2 separate regions of the Mus musculus genome follow, and region 2 is linked to region 1. A link is a contact called in public promoter capture Hi-C data. All regions are on one chromosome and are shown on one strand. Each heading gives the region's core, a stretch centred on a gene start, on an enhancer-like site or on the middle of the called end of the contact. The rest is flanking DNA. Distances are from core to core; before and after follow the strand shown.

The links. Capture Hi-C pulls out chosen DNA fragments and counts their contacts.
Region 2: a promoter capture Hi-C map of pancreatic islet shows a contact between it and region 1. The contact joins the promoter of Tspan17 here to the promoter of Nop16 in region 1. A contact is called at or near these places in 5 of 39 promoter capture datasets (cranial neural crest, frontonasal cranial neural crest, maxillary cranial neural crest and 2 more), 1 of 484 Hi-C or Micro-C datasets (embryonic stem cells), 2 of 115 datasets of contacts at active chromatin or transcription factors (memory CD8 T cells and pancreatic cancer cells) and 3 of 9 other capture datasets (adipose tissue, liver and pancreatic islet).

What each region holds. Positions count from the first base shown.
Region 1 is chr13:54,587,524-54,594,325 of GRCm38.p6, forward strand. It overlaps Nop16 (NOP16 nucleolar protein), which reads right to left and starts at 2,551. Exons shown (of 5, transcript NM_178605.4): 1 at 2,338-2,551; 2 at 2,140-2,248; 3 at 1,075-1,144. The coding sequence starts at 2,444. It overlaps Higd2a (HIG1 domain family, member 2A), which reads left to right and starts at 2,708. Exons shown (of 2, transcript NM_025933.3): 1 at 2,708-2,896; 2 at 3,201-3,624. The coding sequence starts at 2,743. The coding sequence ends at 3,367. Cltb (clathrin, light polypeptide (Lcb)) reads right to left here. Exons shown (of 6, transcript NM_001347512.1): 6 at 4,863-6,519. The coding sequence ends at 6,348.
Region 2 is chr13:54,786,067-54,792,955 of GRCm38.p6, forward strand. It overlaps Tspan17 (tetraspanin 17), which reads left to right and starts at 3,339. Exons shown (of 8, transcript NM_028841.3): 1 at 3,339-3,615; 2 at 6,543-6,593; 3 at 6,674-6,820. The coding sequence starts at 3,529. It overlaps Eif4e1b (eukaryotic translation initiation factor 4E family member 1B), which reads left to right. Exons shown (of 7, transcript NM_001033269.3): 5 at 553-666; 6 at 783-922; 7 at 1,219-2,393. The coding sequence ends at 1,330.

The DNA.
Region 1 (6,802 bases), core at 1,301-3,800:
AATCAAACACAATTACCTTACCACCTTAAGTATATGTGGCTGTGAATATTTCCAGAAGGGTGTAGGTCCCCTCGTTGAACTGTCGAAAATTCTAATGTGAACCAGCCAAATAGAAGACTCAAAATAATTTCATGTCAAGCATCTGTCTATTCAAATCAGGAGATGTGAAAAAATAAAATCACCTGAATGGAGGTATGGCTATAAGGCTGAGTGTACACTTAGCATTCAAGAGGCCCAGGGTTCAATTTCCAACACACAAATAAAAAATGACAAGGGGCTAGAGAGATGGCTCAGCAGTTAAGAGCACTGACTGCTCTTCCAGAGGGCCTGAGTTCAATTCCCAGCAATCAGGTGGTGGCTCACAACCCTCTGTAATGGGATCCGATGCCCCCTTCTGGTGTGTCTGAACACGCTACAGTGTACTCCATATGCATACAATAAAAATAAATTAATTAAAAAAAATACACACACACAATAAACCTACAACAGGTAGGGAAAAGGTTAGGCAAGGATTCAAGAATATTCTCAGCCCGGTGTGGTGGCGCAAACCTTTAATCCCAGCACTTGGGAGACAGAGGCAGGAGGATTTCTGTTCGAGGACAGCCTGGTCTACAGAGTGAGTTCCAGGACAGCCAGGGCTACACAGAGAAACCCTGTCTTGAAACAAACAAACAAACAAACAAACAAACAAAGAATATTCTCTTTCCTGCAGGGTGTGTGCCTCTCTCTACAGCAGGAACACATGGGGAGTAAATGTATCACTGGACAGACTAAATGACAGGCCAAGCTCTCGAGTCATGAGAAACTGGGCACAAGCCTGAGACCTTCTTCTTCGTCCTTTCAGACACCCAGTTCTAGCTTGTATGAGCGTCTACTACCTTAGTTCATCCATTGAAATCTCATCAATATTAGCTGGAAAACAACTCAGCCAGGGCACAGTACTACTTGTGAACCCTGGACTTCTTCGTTTCTCTCTCTTTGAATCTTGGGCTCTCTGGCTGTAGAGTGAAGAGTCAGAGTGCCCTTTCTACATGAGAGAGGACAGGACGGTAGAAGAACACAGCCCACACTCACCATTTACCACATAGGGCTTCCGTACAAGATCCCGGGGTCGCTCCTCCGTGTCTACCTCCATGGCCTTTACCTGTAAAGAACAGGTTTGAGACCAACAGACAAGCACCTTTGGTCAGAGTTTGACCAACGTTAGGGAAGGACATTCCCTATGGAAACACAACTATGTCTTGTATCAGAAAATCCTTGCCCAAAGTCACTAGAACCAGATCACACCACACACGGTATGTTCATGCTCACACTCACATGTCATACCACACACAGTATGCTCATGCTCACACTCACATGTCACACCACACATGGTATGTTAATGCTCACACTCACATGTCACACCACACATGATATGTTCATACAGTTGCATATGACACCCACAGTAATATTTTTAACAAGCAATTCATCTTTCTGCCTATATCTATGCTTTCCTTACTCTGCTGTGTAGTAGCACCACAAAAACCATGTGCATGAAGAGCGCTTTATAAGTTACAGGGAGCCATGTCCGATAGCTTCTTCATGGGGAGGACTTACCTGCCAGTGCTTAGTTATAATTTTACTAAAAAAAAAAAAAAAAAAAAAAAAACTCTTGGGGTAAGCCGGGGGGTGTTGGTGCACGCCTTTAATCCCAGCACTTGGGAGGCAGAGGCAGGCAGATTTCTGAGTTCGAGGCCAGCCTGGTCTACAAAGTAAGTTCCAGCACAGCCAGGGCTATACAGAAAAACCCTGTCTCGAAAAACGAAAAAACAACAAAACAAAAAAAACCCCTCAAGCTCTGGGGGACAGAAAAAGATACATTCTAGAAAATTCCACTGACCTGAGAAGAAATGGTAAGCAGAGGAGGGGGCGTGAATAAAGGAGGTCGTTAAAGGTCTTTGACCAGAATTAGTGCAAGCAAAATGACTTTATCACAAATATGGGAAGTAAGTGTGTGTGTGTGTGTGTGAGAGAGAGAGAGAGAGAGAGAGAGAGAGAGAACAAATTCTGAAACTCTGCTCAGTGAAGGAACGTCAGGTGGGAAGGAAAATAGGAAGCGGCTAGTGTGGAGATGGGGAAAGTGCTTTGCGTTATCAGTACCTTCTTCTTACGGAGGGGAACCGCCTTGTTGGGGTCCATGGCCAACCCCATCTCCGCCAGGTTCTGCCGCACGGATTTGGTGTGGTCCCAGGCATGTCGTATGTGGGAACTAACATCAAAGAGAGAGAGAGAAATCGAGATTCTGTCACCTCACCTTAGATCCCAGCCCAGGCCCCCGCCTCCAAACTGGCCCCTCACCACTCAATCCGTGGCGCTGCCTTCCGACGAGCATTCCGGTTCAGACGCTTTCGGTTGACGTTGTAACCGAACTTCTGCCTCCGAGTCTTTCCCTTAGCCTTGGGCATCTCGCTAACTGCCCCAACAGCAGCTCAAACCCTTGAAACAGCAGCTCAAACTCAAGAACCACGCTCTCAGAGCCGCGTGTTAATAGTCTCCGTCCACCCGTGCGCGCAAGGATTCTTGGGAAATGTAGTTTTAGTAGTTAGTGCCTCCACATTCACTTACTACAACTCCCAGAAAGCAACGGGCAATGGCGCCTGCGTGCTACACTCAGCAAGCTATTTCCCCGCCCCGTAGTGACCTCATCAGAAGGCGGGGTCCGGTGTCCGGATTTGTGTCCTACCTATTTCTGTGCTGGTGGGTATGGCGGCTCCCGGTCCTGTGAGTCCAGAGGCGCCTTTTGATCCGTCCAAGCCCCCAGTTATCGAGGGCTTCAGCCCCACGGTCTACTCCAACCCAGAGGGCTTTAAGGAAAAGTTTATTCGCAAGACCCGTGAGAACCCAATGGTGCCTATAGGTAAGTGTGTGCTGTAGGAACGGAAGACCGAGAGGACAGCGGTTTCGTAGGGAAAGGAAATAGGGGTGGATCAAGTAAGCCTGGGGTTTGGGAAGGGGAGCGGACCAGAGGTGTGACGAAATGACGGTGCGGGGTGGGGGGTGACTGAAACGAATCGGAATGCATTGCGGGGCTTGGGACTAGATGAAGCAGACTGTAGAACTGCCCTCCTGTTGTGGCTCTGGGAAAGCTGGGACGGGCTACATCCTTAAGGGACCTGCAGGACCCGACCTGTTGCCTCCCGCGTGTGTTGTCCTCTCCCCAGGCTGTCTGGGGACGGCGGCTGCCCTCACCTATGGCCTTTACTGCTTCCACCGCGGCCAGAGCCACCGATCCCAACTCATGATGCGCACCCGGATCGCTGCACAGGGTTTCACGGTCGTAGCCATCTTGTTGGGGTTAGCGGCATCTGCTATGAAGTCTCAAGCCTGAGTATAGCCGGGTCTTAAAGCGCCATGGAAACCATTACAAAACCCAGGAACAACAGACATCCCTGTCAGACTTGCTCCCTCCGTTTCAGACCGGACCTTATTGTCATTTGGGTGAGGAAGTGGCCGATTTTGTAACTGATTTGCGCTTCCACCGCTGCCCCCTCCCGCTCCCAAAATCCCAGGTTCATTTCAGTTGGGTTGCATGCTTCTATTTGTGATGCGTCCCCTTAATTACTTAATAAAAGCTTATTACACTTGTATGTGATGAACTATTTCTTAATCTCATTCCTACGATCAAAACCATGATTTTTCCTTTAAATTTTTAAGAGGGAACAGGCTGTCAGTAGGACTGGCCTTTAAAAATCAGCTAGGTCTGACAGTGCATGCCTATTGCCTTAACTGTTCTGAAGGTTGAGGGAGAAGAAAGAATCTTGCCTGACTGCACATGACTTCAAGAGTTCAAGATCACCGGGCAGTGGTGGCACATGCCTTTAATCCCAGCGCTTGGGAGGCAGAGGCAGGTGGGTTTCTGAGTTTGAGGCCAGCCTAGTCTACAGAGTGAGTTCCAGGACAGCCAGGGCTATACAGAGCCTGTCTCGAAACCCTGTCTCGGAAAAAAAAAAAAATGCAAGATCACTCAGTAGAGTAACTTAGACTCTGTATCATTTAAAATGGCCTGAGGGTACAGCTCAGCAGTACAGTACATAGTGATTGTGAGGCCGGAGGTTTATTCTCCAGTTGTGAAAGAGGAACATAGAGCCTAGTGCTATCCAAACTTTCCTCGGCACTGTCAAGTTACTTGGGGCACTGGTTAAAAGTAGAGATTCCCAAATGTTCATTCTTGGGATTCTAATTCAGTGAGCTGTTTGATGTAATACGGGAAAGTTTGCCAGCAATTTCCAAGTTTCTGTAGCCTGTAGATGAGGCCTGTCGTGGTCCTGTTGTGAGTCAGGATGTTCAAACACACACCACCACCATTCTTTGACTACTTCTCTTACTCCGGTGCAGCCTCCTCTGCGACCCTCCACTCTGCTGATCTCTTTACCACTCCAGCTTTTGACACAGGCGTCTCAAAGGCATTTGTGATCTGTAGTCACTGTGTTGCTTTGAGGAACCGAATCCTCCCATGGGTCACCCTGCCTCTCTGAATACCTCCTGAAGGGGAAAGGGAAGAAAGTGAAGATACATTTCTTGGGCCCTGACATGTTTTCAATCTCTGAGTGGAAGGTCCGTGACTAGAGCTAGGTGTTTGTATCTCCATCATGATCTTAACCACAAGGCATATTGCCAGTGTGGAACACTGCATTGTGAAGCCCTCAGGATGCAAGAACAGGGCATAAGGAGCTGAAGATGGTGCCGTATTTAAAGGTAATGTCCACCTAGTGTTATGATGCCCCCACCCCCTAAAATACATTTAAAAGTCGAACTCCAACTCTTAATTTTTTAGGCCTTATTTGGCAATAGGACTTTACAGCCATGACCATCAATAGTTAAAATACAGTCTTTAAGGTGGGCTTTAATCCAGTAATACTGGTATCCATTGTTTTAAAATTTATTTAGGAGTTCTCCCCACTCCCCTCTCTCTCTCTGCATGTACACACGCATGCCAGAAGAGGGTATCAGATCCCATTACAGATGGTTTTAAGTTTCCATGTAGTTAGTTGCTGGGCATTGATCTCAGAACCTCTGGAAGAGCAGCCAGTGCTCTTAACCACTGAACCATATATCTAGCCCCTCGTATCCATATTTAAAAAAAAAGATTGACAGCCAGAGCTATACAGAGAAACCCTGTCTCAAAAAAACCAAAAAAAGAAAAAAAATTGGACACACAAATTATACATGGGAAAATGATGAACACAGACAGCCATGTGAGGGTGTAAGCAAAACTGGAGACCTATATCTGCAAACCAAAGGATACCTGAGCTACTAGAAGCTACGAGAGGCACAGGTCCTGCCTTAGCATCTCTGGGGGGCGTGGCTTGGTCGTTCCCAAATTTGGGACTTTTAGCCTCCGGAATTGAGACAACAGATTTCTGATGCTCTAAGGCAGCCAGGTTTTTTGGTATTCTTTAATGGCAATCTTAGGGAACTAATACTGTTAGCAATTACCCAAATCTTTTCAAACACCATGTAGATCGTAATGGCTTAAAGTCCTGTTATACGGCCTCTGCTGAAGGGGAAGAAGGTGTGGTCACTGTTGCTTATCCTAAGTCCACAGGGGGGAATAGCTGAAGAGGGAGGCACATCTGTACTGCAGCAGGCCTGCATGTCTTAAGAGGGTCTTGGTCACTCTCGAGGAAGAAGGTTGGGCGGATGCTGTATTTGCCACCCTTACTCAGGCCTAGACACAGCCTTAGAGCACGCTGGCCTCACTTCCTTTCTACACAAAAGCCAATTCTGTTTGGGGAGTCTTAGTTTTCTCAGCTATACATGAGGACAGCAGAGTCCCTACCTTCAGACTTGTTAAAGAATCACAGAGAGCAAGGTTGCAGACCCTGTCTCGTGAAAATTTGCCTTTCTTCTTGGAGGGCAGACAGCAGACACAGACAGGTTGGGGTTCCTGCTTCCAGCTGCGAGCTCTGGGTTTCTAAGACTACATCCTCACCTTTTAAGGACACGGAGCTAGGAAAATTCTATGCACAAACTGAGCGCTGACACCAGTTGCGGCTTCCAGAGAAATGAGGATACTAATAAATAAGTGTAAAAAGAGTTAACACACCCTTTAAGCCAAGAAAAATACATCAGGAGGGACAGTCACAATTGAGTGGGCTGACAGGAGTCATGAGGGGCTGGGCCAGGGGACCAGGAAGGAGTTGTGGGGTGAAAGGGGTAAGGGTCCCACTTCCTAGCTCCCAGAGATTCAGAGGAACAGAACAGGCTGTGTGTGGCAGCTGCCAGAGGAAGTTCCACTCTGGCGGAAGCAGCTGCTCCTCTGCCCCAGCAAGGCCCATGTGCTTCGCGGCCGTTCTCGTGACGGGCACCTAGCGGGACAGTGGTGTTTGCTTCAGGGACATGAGCACCGAGCGCAGGCGGGACACATCTTTACACTGCTTGCTGCTCTTGGGATTGAAGTCACACAGCTGGGCTACCTTCTCCCACTCTGTGCCCGGGGTCTCCTCCTTGGATTCTTTCACAAAAGCCTCTTCCGATGCCCTGAAGGTAAAGGTAGAGAAGACAGGTTTTCAGGGTTGTCACTAGTGTCCTGCTCCTAGCCCGTGGTGTGCAGCCTACTCTGGGACATTAGCCAGAAGGCTCCCCATCCCTGTGCCCTGTGACTTCAGCCACCAGGAACAGCCTTGACGTAGGAAACCTAGACCTGAGTATGGAAGCCATCTAGACTCAGGGCTGTGGAACTTCCAGAGAGGCTTGCTCACCGGCTCAGATGACTGCTTTTTGCTGGAGCCTGTGGTTCACTACGTAGCCCAAGTTGGTCTTG
Region 2 (6,889 bases), core at 2,089-4,588, 200 kb after region 1:
TTGAATTTTTAGGACTTCTGCTCGCTCCGGTCAACTCCGCTCGCTCAGTCCCTGCTCACTCCGGCCCAAAGGTTGATTTGTTATTATATATAGTACATGGTAGCTGTCTTCTGATGCTTCAGAAGAGGGCGTCAGATCTTATTATGGGTGGTTGTGAGCCACCATGTGGCTGCTTGGATTTGAACTCGGGATCTTCGGAAGAGCAGTCAGTACTCCCACCTGCTGAGCCATCTCACCAGCCCCGAGAAGCATGCTTAATTAAGTCCTGGGTACAGAGCAGACTAGGCTCTGTGCAGAGGAAGCTTGGTGTCTACTTTCCTTTAAACCAAGGGAGGCTGGGCGTGGTGACATACATACGCCTATAATCCCAGCACTCGGGAGGCAGAGGCAGAGGCAGAGGCAGAGGCAAGCGGATTTCTGAGTTTGAGGCCAGCCTGGTCTACAGAGTGAGTTCCAGGGCAGCCAGGGCTATTCAGAGAAACCCTGTCTTGAGCAACCAAAAAAACAAACAAAAAAACCAAAGGGAGGCGGTTGATCAGGCTCTCCCCACAGGAAGGCATCCTGCCCATGTGGGAAGACAACAGAAACAAGCAGGGTGGCCGCTGGCTGCTCAGCATTGACAAACAACTGCGCCACTTCGAACTGGACCGTCTGTGGCTGGAGACGGTGAGTGGAGGGCAGGGGAAGAGATATAGGCATGGGTCTCAGGAGGTCTCAAAGCTGGTGGGGTGGACCCTATATCCAAGCCGGGGCACTTACTGTTTGTTCCTCTCGGGGCTCAGTTGCTGTGTCTGGTTGGGAATTGTTTTGAGGAATACAGCAGGGAAGTGTGCGGTGCTGTCGTGAACATCCGCACGAAGAGGGACAAGATTGCCCTGTGGACGAGTGAAGCAGAGGACAAAGCCGGAGTGATGCAGATCGGGTGAGAATCCTCCCCCGGACCCTGGTGATACTGGGGGGCTGCAAGGGAAACCTCTGGCACCCTTCAGACCTGCTCTCCCTTCTTCCTCACCCACTTGTATAAAAGAAGTAGGAATTTAGACCCAAACTGTTTTTAATTAAAGTTGTCAGTTTCACTGAGGGATTCTATGACAGGTACTGGTCTATGAGTAAGACATGTAAAATGGGTGAGGCTGGAGCTGGAACCAGGGAGATATATCTGAACAGAAGAACTGGGCCTGGGTTATGTCTGCCATTTTACCCTGTCTCCAACATTAGGCAAATATACAAAGAGCGCCTGGGCATCTCTACGAAGACCATCATTGGGTACCAGGCCCATGCAGACACTGCTGCCAAGAGCAACAACTTAGCAAACAAGTTTGTGGTGTGAGACCGGTTTCAGCCACTACTCAGTGGGCACCCTCATCTTGCTGCTTGATGGACAAGGAAGACTATACTGCACTGTGGATTCTGGGGCAGGGCTTGGGGGAGGCAGACAGCCTGGTTCTTTACCTCTCTTGGAACATGTATAAGCACCACTCCTTAGATAAGGTTTTACCTGTTGCCCAGGTTGGCCTCGTATTTGTGGGCTTAAGCCACTCTCCTGCTTCAGCCTACAGACCTGGGACTGCCACAGCTCATCACTGTGCCTGCATCCATAATAACTTCTTCAGCATGTTTTGGGCTCAGGCCTCATGGCAGCTGGCCAATGCTTATAAACTACTCTCAATCGCTAGCCCTGTACGTGGCCATTTGCCAAGGGCAGGGTAAAGCAAAGTCCTGGCACAACCCTGCCAAACAAGGACAGGAGACTCCTGAGGCAGGCTCTTCTGTCTTGGGAGGATGGTTCCAGGCCACTGATATTAAGGGTTAGGAGTTCAGTTCTCTGTGAGCTTAAAGGCTGATTATGGGGTTACCCTCATCAGATCTGTAGCTTGGGTACCCATCCTAACACCTGTTCCTTCCCTGGACCAGTTGTGATTGGGTTCTCCCTCCCTCCCTCTTTCCCTCCCTCCCTCTTTCCCTCCCTCCCTCTTTCCTTCCTTCTCTCCCTCCCTCTCTCCCTCCCTCTCTCCCTCCCTCCCTCCCTGTCTCCCTGCCTCCCTCCCTCCCTCCCTCCCTCTCTCCCTCCCTCCCTCTCTCCCTCCCTCCCTCTCTCCCTCCCTCCCTCTCTCCTCCCCCCCCCCTTCAAGTATGGACTAGGTTAGAGAGGAATTTGTGTAAAGACAGGTAGGACTGGGAACTGGGAATGCCCTGCACAGCCTTCCCATCTGAAGACAGTCCTATGGATTCTGTGTGTCTCCTCCTGCTGAAATGATGGATGGATAAACCTTCATGAGTGAAGAGATTACAGTGGTAGTTAGGCTTCACCGTGGTCTTGTTAGGAGGGATTCACTTGATGCTGATGATGCTTAAGGCCCTTTCTGTATCTAAATAAACACTTCTGGAACAAACTTGGAATCTAAATATTTAAGATCAGACGTACCTAAACCTGCATCTGCTCTGTCCTGTTTTGCATCAGAAGGACTCTGGTGAATCCCAGGTATCAAGGCAGTCAAGTAGGTATGGGACAGGGCGACCATAGGAATAGGCAAAACAGAACAGGCGTGGCATGGCACGCCAGCCTGTTTGTATTCAACTACACTGTGTGTGAATGCATGGCACTGTTCATTGGTCCCACTATTCCCAACCACTTATCCCTGGGGAGTGGACTCCTCTGGTTCTTGAATCTTAGACTGGAGATCCACTGTAATTATTCACACTTGGCTCACCAGCTTTGCCAGTTGGCTCATCTGGGGCCTCTGGAGGACTTGGGGAACTTGAGAGAAGCTAACTGGAGGACGGACTTAGAGAGGAGACGGGGACTCTTCAGAGGTGGGGGTTGCAAGGGGTTGAGTGTGACTGGGGTGTAGCCAAAGCCTGGCCCAGAGGCAGGGTCTTGGGGAGAAGTGAGACCTGTGGACCATAAAAAAAAAAAAAAGACGGATGTCTTGGGCGTGGCTCCAAGAAGGCCGACTGTGGCTCAGAACTGAGGCTGAGTAGGGCGGAGCTCCAGGAGGACTGAGGCCGGTTGGAGGCGGGGTTTGGGGCTCATCAGAGGCGGGACCCGGTTTAGAGGCGGAGCTCGAGAACAGAAGTTAGCTAGGGCAGAGCCTTGGGCGGGGCGTAGGCGGGACTGCGGGAGGACAGCGGCTAGGCATGGGCGGAGCCTGAGAGGATTAAGCCCGGCTGGGGGCGGAGTCGTGGTTATGGGCGGGGCCCGTGAGGACTGAACTTGACTGGGACGGGGTCGTGGGCGGGGCTCCAAGAAGACCGAGCCTTGCTGGGGCGGGGTGTGGACTGACACTGTGGGCGGGGCCGGAGCGCTGTTGGAGGGCGGGGTCGGATGAGGGCACCGCACTCCGGGTGTGGCTGTCCGAGCGCCGTGGGCGGTGCCACAGCGGGCGGGGCAGCCGGTGAGCTGTGTGGCTTTGACCATGAAGCCGCAGCCACCGGGCTAGGCCCGGGGCTGCTCCAGGCCTGGGCGGCCCGCAGAGGGCTGGGCCGGTCACCGGCTCGGGTTCCCGGGACGGCAGGTGGCCGCTCACCATGCCCGGCAAGCACCAGCAATTCCAGGACCCTGAGGTCGGCTGCTGCGGGAAATACTTCCTGTTTGGCTTCAACATTGTCTTCTGGGTGAGCGCGAGTCCGCTTCTCGCTCTGCGCTGAGGATAGGGGTTAGGGAGTCTCAGTTGCTGGTGAGGGAGATCCCGTCTCAGGAGCTTGCGACCAGGGACTGTCCCCCACCCCCTCCACCCCGATGCCCCGTCCCCAACTATTCTGGGGAGCTACTGGGATAGCTGGGGGGCGGGACCCAGTCCCAGCAGGAGGTGCTGGGAGTCTCTCTTTGCAGCCCCAAGTTTGGGCGAAAAAGGGGGCGGCGTTTGCCGGAAGACTGCAGGGGCGCGGTAGTTGCGGACCAGCCCCGCCCCGCCTCCCGGCCACTCCAGCTCCCAGCATGGTGCGGTGAGGTTCGCGAGGCTGGGTCCTAGCCCCGAGTCTACCCTACAGACGCTCAGAAGCTTGTGAGCCAGGAGGTTAGGAGAGAGGAAAGCCAAGGCCTCTGCCTCTGCAGGGAGAGGAGCTCCAGTTGAGAACAGGGAACTGTCCCTTGGGAACAGAATTCAGCATTCCATAGCTGACCAAACAAACAGAGGCTTCCTTCTGTGTGGCATCTGTGTCCTGGTCCTGCCAAGTCATCTTTCTCTTCTCCCTCCCCCATCCTATCGCCAAAGCCGGGCTGTGCTTGCTGTCCTTTATGCCAGGCCTTTCCCACTTGCATTCAGCAGGATTCAGCGGCTCTGTTCTCCACCCACGAGCCGTCGGGTTTGCCCTGTGGTGGGTGTCCTTGGATGTCAGCAGTCTTCTGTTCTGTAGGGTGTGGGCAGCTACAGGGAGCGCTGGCCTGGAAGTCAAAGGGCCTGAGTGTAGCAGGCCTTGTCCAGAGGCTTTTGGGCGAGCCTCTTTGCTCTCTGGGCTTTAGCTTTCCAGCCTTGGAGGAGCCAGTATTGGAGTTTATCCTTCTGGGTTGTTAGATTAAACGAGAGTTTTTTGTTGTTGAGACAGGGTCTCACTCTAGCCCATTCTGGCTTGCAATTTGCTGCAGTTTTCCTGTCTGAGTTTCTTGGGTGCTGGGATTACAGGTGTGAGCCATCACACCCAGCTTAGTAACACATGAATTCTGATGAGGCACATTCTCCCGACTGCCTTATTATTATCTGTAGTTTACAGATAGGGGACTGAATGAATAGACGGTAAGAGCTTAAATTATTTGTCTCGAGAAACATGATTATCAGTGGGTGGAGGGAAGGAAGAGAGGCTAAGTAACTCTGGGGGTAGGGGGATGAAAGTCCCAGCTTTGTTCCTGGGCAAGGGTGGGGCGCCTGGGCAGGGGAGTAAAGATGGACAGAACATTAAGGTCCTATGCTTGGGTGGCATGGGGGCAGGCAGGGTTTTAAAGCAGAGTTGGATCAGTTCTCGTTGGCTGTAGGTGTATGAAAAGGTGACAGAGCATCTGGAGATGGGAAGGAATCTGGGACCTTGGGTTCCTGATGTCCCATCTCCCAAATGTGGGATTATAGGTCTGTGCCTCTCTGTCCAGCTCTACGTATGCCATCTGGACACCACCTAGGTGTCGTCTGGGCAGCCTGTTCTCCCGATGGCACCTTAATCTTTCTCATTGTCTAGCCTCAGTTCCTTGCTTGGAGAGCCCTGATGGTCAAGGCAAGCCACCCTCTTATCTCTGACCCCTAGCAGCTCATTTGAGGAAGGCACACCATCAGAGAGAGTAGAGAGTAGAGAGAGAGACTACTAGTACCCCACCCCCACCCACCCTTTCCTTCCCTGGTGCTGGGTTCTGTCCCCTACTGTATCCTCCCTGAAAATGGCTTCTCTGTGCTGGCTCTGGGGGCTTACCCCAAGCATCATGTCGCCTGTCTCATCCCGTCTGATTCATCTCATCTTTGGACAAGAGACCAGCTAATGTTTTGTTTTCCCCAAACCCCTCCTTGTTCAACCTAGCCTCATTCCTCCTCCTGCTGCTTTGACAAATGTCCCAGCCTCCTGATCAGCCTCTCTCTGCCTCTTCTGTGCTCTTCACCCCGGGTTTAGCCTCTTACCTAGTTCCTCTCCACAGTTATTTCAGCTTTCCGGGACCCTGACATCTCCCTGGCTCCAGACACGCACGTCTACACCCCACCCTCACCTGTTTCAGACACCTCAGTGCCCTAGCACTGTTAGCCCTGTGAGCACACTAGAGGACAGGCTAGCCCTGCTCTCTGCCCTCTCTGCCCCTGCATAGAGGAAATACCGAGCAAATAAACAGATGCCTAAGTGTCTGGAGAGGGCGGTGGGCAGCTGGGGTTTGAGTGGCAAGGAGAACCAAGAGGGTGAAGAGTTCCAGACAGAGCATCCAGAAAAGGCAAAGATCCCATGGCCATCACTTGCTACCTAGTGAGGTCAACCTTGACTACTGCGATGAGACCCTATCTCAAGAAGCCAAAATAAGGGCTAGAGAGATGGCTGGGGGCGGGTTAAGAGCACTAACTGTTCTTCCAGAGGTCCTGAGTTCAATTCCCAGCATCCACATGGTGGCTCACAACCATCTGGAATGGGATCCAATGCCCTCTTCTGGTGTGTCTGAAGACAGTCACAGGGTACTCATATACATTAAATAAATCTTTAAAAAAAAAAAAAAAGCCAAAACAAAGGTACAAGCATGCTTGAGGCCAGATGTTTTCTGAGCCAGACTGGGGCCTCTCTGAATTTTCCTCCGTGTTGAGAGAGTCCTCAGAGACTCCAGGAAGAGTCTGCTGTCCAGCCTGAGGCTTGAGGTAGCTTCTGTTCCTGCGGGAAAGACGCCCTGAACAGTGTCCTTGCTTGATGCACTACCAAGTCCCATGCACAGCTTTGGGAGTGGGGGCGGGGCTAAGTCCCATTCACAGCTTTGGGGATGGGGTGGGGGTGGGGCATGTCTCTCAGCTTTCTGATGGCCAAGGATGGATCAAGGGTGGTCAAGAGCCCTGGTGCTGGGTCCCAGCCCTGAACTCTCCCTGCTGTTGTAGGTGCTGGGAGCCCTGTTCCTGGCCATTGGCCTCTGGGCCTGGGGTGAGAAGGTAAGAGGGAGGGGCTGCCCAGGGGGGAGGGGGAGGGGGAGGGGTGTCACTCCCTCACACTTGTCTGCTCCCCGGTGCAGGGCGTTCTCTCCAACATCTCGGCGCTGACAGATCTGGGCGGTCTTGACCCCGTGTGGCTGTTTGTGGTGGTGGGGGGAGTCATGTCAGTGTTGGGCTTCGCCGGCTGCATTGGGGCCCTCCGGGAAAACACCTTCCTGCTCAAGTTCGTGAGTCTTTCTCTAAGTCTCTCTCTACCCCAGATCCACCAGAGACTCCTAACCTCTTTCCGTTCAGTT